2 separate regions of the Mus musculus genome follow, and region 1 is linked to region 2. Evidence: chromatin contacts called from public HiChIP or PLAC-seq data. All regions are on one chromosome and are shown on one strand. The core of a region is the stretch at or near the end of the contact, and the rest is flanking DNA. Distances in the headings are between cores, read along the strand shown.

Region 1 (2,787 bases), core at 79-2,578, 110 kb before region 2:
CAACTTAGCAAATGCTCAGTATAGGATGAATTAAATAGAATTTATAGAAGATATATTCTACCAAGACCACAGACATTTTACCATCTCAAGAAACTTTTCCATATTTTAACAAAAATCCAAATTCAAAAGCATTGTATGACATACTGGGCAGACCACCAATCACCCGTTAATCCATTTATTTCAAACGTTCTACAGCATGCTTCTCTGACATGGCACAACACACAACTCCTTAGCAAGCATCACTCTCACCGCTCCAATGAAACAGAGACATTTCCTCTTTGTTAATAAAACCCAATTCTAAAAGCCTTACCGTGGTCAACATGAGCCAGAACACAGATATTCCTAATGTTGGCAGTGTTCTTCTGAAGTCGAATCATCTTATCAACACCACTGAGCACCATGGTTATTTCCTGGGACTAAACATTAAATGCAAATTAAAAATGGTACAAAATCTAGTGGGGGTGGGGGTGGGGGTGGTGTGCACAACAGCGAAAACCAAATGGACAAACTGAGAGGGAGATGCTGATGCTGACAAGTCGCCTCAGATTCCTTAACTGAGAACCCAATGAATGTTTAGCCACATCTATTTCCTTCTGGCCCTGAGGGGATATAGTCCTTTAGGCCCATGTTCCATGGTAAAGTCCACACATCCTGCTGACAGTACTTGTGGGGTGAGCTGGGAGTTTCCGGATCTGCCATGCGATGAATCACGCAGTTGGGAGCCAGGTGCAGAGGCGCCCGGCTAAGTCACACTCACACTCACATACATACATACATACATACATACACACACACACACACACACACACACACACACACACACCAGAGACAGACAGTCAGTCTCTCTCTCTCTCTCTCTCTCTCTCTCACACACACACACACACACACACACACACACACACCCTTCCCTACTTCAGTCCCTCCAAAAGTCTGCCTTTCTGTCAAGCTTGCTGGCTTTTATCAGACATGAGAACTTCGGCCCTGTGACTGCACTGAGTGTCCTTAAAAGTTTTTGGATCACGTGCCTAGGAACACACCAGGTGCACGACACACCTTCTACCCCTCTCTCCAATTAAAAGAAGCAAATCGAGGTCTGCATGCCCTTCCTCCTCTTGGGTTCCTGGAGTCGCTGCCGCTGAGAGTACCGGGTCCCTATAAAGTGCAGCCGCTCGGGACACTCCTCGCCCAGCCCAATCGACATGACCCCCCCGGGTCTCCGTCACCGTCTGGTCGCCGGCGTCCCTAGCAAGTCCCCCCACTCACCAGCTCCACGCCGCACCTCACCCACGCACCTAAGACTCCAGGGGTAGCTCAGACCGGAAGTCGCAGGAGCCTGGGGGCGGGGCCTGTGGGCCTGTGACCTCTGACCCGCGCGCATCTAGAACATCACCGGAAGCCACGTCGTTTCCCTTCAACTTGGAGTTCCGCGGTCGCCTTGACGACGGCGGACGCTGTAGCTGCTCTGAAGTGTGCCAGCCTAAGCCTGCGGAGGGGGACGCTGGAGCGCAGAGCATGAGGAACTGGTGTCTGTGCCAGATTTGCACCTGCGGGTAAGAAACGTCCGCCCGGTGTGGCGTCCGCAGAGCCGCGAGCCCCGCCGCGCACACCCCCTAAGGACTCCCTTGCCTGAACCGGAGGAGACCCCTACTCCACCCCCACCCCCCACCCCCCACCCCCGACCTTATGCTCTGCTAAATGCTGCCCATTTCCTCTGCTTGGCTAGCTCCTGGGCAAAACTTATTTTCTTTGCATTCCCTGAGGCTTCCCATCCAGAGATTTAAGCTAAAATACAGTTCAGATCAGCTAAGTAGTATGAGCAAATATGGCTGGTAAGTGATGGAGTCACCCACCGATTCTATTGGTTAACTTAAAAGAACAGTATCCATGGTATTTCGTTTGCCACCCAGAACCTTCCATCCTCTAAACTCTATTTTTATTCCTGCCAAGGCAACATTTTCCTGAGGCCTTTCTGACAGACAAAAATGGCAATAGTCCTCACCGTAAACCTCAGGTTTGGTTTGTAAGTCCTGCCTAACAACTTTACATCACCAGTAAACACATTCTTCTCTATCCTCAAGCTTACTGTTTACCCAGGGGTTAGATCACCTTTGATAAGTGAATAAGAGTAACTGAGTAACGCCAAGCCCTTTGTACTTGTAATCCCCTTCTAAGGGCAACCAGCTACAACACATATTGATTGAGAGCAGTTTCTCAGCCCCTTTTGTAATAAACATTGTTTGTATGTTTGAACAGATGCAAACATAACTTTTAAGGCTTGAATCTGCAAAATCTTGTATGTAAGAAAAAAAATGTATTTGAATCTGAATTTATCTACAAACTAAGTTATTTTCCCATCCACCCATCAGGAAATTCATTATATTAGGGACTTTACATTCTTCAAGAATAATATCACCATCCACAGAGCTGGGGGGACTGCCAATGTAAGAGGAATCCCCTTTAGGCTTTGAAGCATGGCTAATAACTTCTGCCGAAATGTCCCTTGCAAACACTTAGTTGCAGCGAGAGCACTGCCTTAGCTGCTTTCAGTTTTATAACTGAGGTACAAGAATCTTTGACAAAATGGGTAGTTACTATGACATACATAGTTCCACTCAGCCAATGGTTTTTAAACTTTGGCTACCTTCATGAGTCATTGTCTCAAAACGGGGCAAAGATTCTTCACCATCATCCCTCCCCATACCACCTCTCATCTTTTGCCTCCTTTCCTGTTGGAAGGAAAGATGGAAGATCTGTCCATATTCATTTGTTGTTGAAGACTATCTGTTA
Region 2 (2,839 bases), core at 35-2,534:
TCAACTGCTACTGCCGTCAGATGAAGTCCAAGCTCTGTTGTGAACCTGGGTTACCACGAGCATCTGCTGCATTCCACCTTAACTGACACACACATCCACATCCCATGTACCAGTCACACAAGTGCTTCTGACACCTTTGGGACATCAAGATCTCAAGTCACCAAACCATCCTTCCCAGGAAGTCATCCCTGATATCTAACAGTCCCCTAATGCCATCTGATAACACGAACAGACCATAATACCTTTGAGTTCCACAGTGTAATCGCTTAGAATGGAAGAAACCTGAATTGTCAGCTGACAGGAACCTGAACCTCCTCTAGTGCAGGCTGAGCCTCCCTACCCAAAATGCTACTCAGATTTTGAATATTTTTTAAATTTCAAATATATGTATATATATTATGTAGATACAATTATGCATAGAATATATTATGCAGACCTGAGGATAGGCTCAAGTCTGAACACAAAATCCACTGGTTTATTAGATGTCTTCTATGTGAAACCCAAAGGTAATATTATGTAGCATTAAATATGTCTGAATTTTAGCTGTAGCCCATCGTATGTCATCAGGTGTCATCTTGGTACTTATATGTTTTCAGACTTTGGATTATTTTGTAATTTGTAGATTTGAACTAGAGTTGCCCAGATGATGGGACAGGCCATCAACCCCCACCTCCCTGCTCTCTGTCCACCACTGACTAGCCCTGAGATATTGGGACAGTCCTCCCCAAGTGATAAGGATAATAGCACCCTCCTAGGACATTTGCAAGAATTAAATATCCCCACAGTACACTTAGAATGTGATCTTCCCTTAAAAAGAAGTCCTTGGGGTTAGAGGTGGTTAGAAAAGCAGACTCCTGAAACACAGCCTGTCTTGGATTTTAGCAAATACAATTTCTACTCACGCAGAAGCCAAATAAGCAGTGAAGAGAACATGCACACTGTGACTCGGTCTGTGCTATTTCATTCCTTTTCATATATGAAAAATGGGAGCTGGGTTACCAAAACCACTGAAATGTTGGGAATCCCATAGAAGCACAGAAGGCTCCAGGGAGGAACTTAAAAGCGGGATGACAAATGACAAAGTGACAGCCATACTGACTGAGAACACATTCCATGGCTGACAGCCAGGGAGGTCAGATCAGCAGTTCCCTTGGCTTCCCTTTATAAACTCTATTTTTTTTTCTTTTTCTAATTAAAACAAAAGCCTTTGTACATCCACTCTCTATGTAAATTCAGAGCTCGCCCTTGGTAAACCGCAGTGGTGGGAGTATTTATCTTTTCCTGGCCGGCTTGGCAGACTTTCCTTGAGGGATGTGAAATACAGCTGGGATCATCCTCTCCTTCACTGTCAACAAGCAAGCATCCCAGACCACAAAAGACAGTGGCCGTAAAAGAGTGAGCTGGAAGCCGAGATATGTTGCGGTTTTGTTTGGAAGTGGAGGGGATGAATAGAATCAAAAGTGGCAGGAAACTAAAAACTTCACACCAGCCAGCCAGAGTGGGCCAGCAAATGCCAAGCAATGAGCATCGTCCAGGAGGACTGCATGGAGATCTCCAAACAGGAGAAGGCAGGGGTGGGGTAGAGGCCAAGCAACAGGTGCAGGCACTCGGGTTCCACACAGTGGGGAAAACACAGAGGCCCTTCAGGTGCAGCGAGCATATTAGCTCTGCTCTGTGTTTGAGGGAAGGAGACCCCCATCTAAGTCAGATCGGGCTGGCAGAAATTCAGGCTTGGAGAAGACGTGGATGGGACCCACTATAGACTATCCATTACTGCTCTCTACTAATTCATTAATACAACAGTGCTTTCTGAACTTTCAAGGGACCCGGTGGACTACTATCACAAAATTTGTATTCACAGCCTGTCCTAATTTGTTTTCCATTGCTGTGACAACATACCAAGATGAAAACCAACTAAAGGAAAGGGTTTATATTTCTGTATCTCATATGTTTCGTCACTGAGGGACAAAGCAGGGCAGGAACTTGGGAGTCAGGAGCTGTGGCAGTGACCATGAAGGAATGCTGCTTACTGGCTTGCTCTTCATAGTTTACTCTGCTTGTGTTTTTATACAACCCAGAACTACCTGTCCAGGGTTAGCACTGCCCTCTAGTGGGCTGAGCTCTCCCGTATCAATTAAAAATCAAGAAAATGTCACACAAGCTTGCCCACATGCTTATCTGATAGGGGTATTTTCTCAATCGACCTTCCTTTTTCCCAGATGGCTCTAATGTGTGTCCAGTTGACAAAAACCTAACCAGCACATTCCCCCCTACCCCCTTGGAGGAGCCTGCAGGTGATGTTCTATGGCGACACTTGGGAAGCAGAGGACCACAAGTTCTAGGCCAGCAGGAGTAACAGGATTCTCCTGACTGAATTCATGGACAAAAAGCAGGAAGGAAATCACTGGAGTCTGGGGCCAGGTAGAGAACTGGGCCTGTTTGATAGACACAGTTCACACTGAGAATGATGGAAACACTCTGGACAGGTAAGACAGGAGTGTGAATATTCTTAGTGCCGATGAGCTGAGTGCTTTCAAATGGTTAAAGAGCCAAGCCTTGCATTATGAATGTAATACCACAGGAAGTAGAAAAACTGGATTACTGTTGCAAAAGGAACAAAAAAAAATGGCAACACTCCACTTCCAATATCCCTGACTCGGAGTTTATTACAACTTTGGTTCATTTTTGCTTGTTTTTAGATTTTTGAAACTGAGTCTCACAGTGTAGCTCAGAATGACCTTGGAACTCACTCTGTAGCCCAGGCTGTCTTTAAACTTGTGGCAATCCTCCTGCTTCAACTTCTTGAGTGCTACAATTGTAGATGTGAGGCACCAGATCC

Evidence for each region. HiChIP or PLAC-seq counts read pairs in DNA pulled down with a chosen protein or histone mark.
Region 1: an H3K4me3 HiChIP or PLAC-seq map of neural progenitor cells shows a contact between it and region 2, with 23 read pairs. The contact joins the promoter of Efl1 here to the enhancer-like site in region 2. A contact is called at or near these places in 2 of 39 promoter capture datasets (the 3T3-L1 cell line and second pharyngeal arch cranial neural crest), 2 of 484 Hi-C or Micro-C datasets (Sertoli cells and myocytes), 1 of 115 datasets of contacts at active chromatin or transcription factors (neural progenitor cells) and 1 of 9 other capture datasets (adipose tissue).

What each region holds. Positions count from the first base shown.
Region 1 is chr7:82,647,155-82,649,941 of GRCm38.p6, reverse strand. It overlaps Efl1 (elongation factor like GTPase 1), which reads right to left and starts at 1,328. Exons shown (of 20, transcript NM_175317.3): 1 at 1,264-1,328; 2 at 311-416. The coding sequence starts at 401. Saxo2 (stabilizer of axonemal microtubules 2) reads left to right here and starts at 1,414. Exons shown (of 3, transcript NM_177894.4): 1 at 1,414-1,550. The coding sequence starts at 1,513.
Region 2 is chr7:82,532,661-82,535,499 of GRCm38.p6, reverse strand. The region is part of intron 15 of Adamtsl3 (ADAMTS-like 3); the gene reads right to left. Among named protein-coding and RNA genes, the nearest start is that of Saxo2, 110 kb to the left of the region's middle. Within about 2 kb of position 1,284, at least 34 of the 459 cell types and tissues checked have an H3K27ac peak or open chromatin away from gene starts, as enhancers often do. A contact at or near this core is called in Sertoli cells, myocytes and neural progenitor cells, where this site is marked.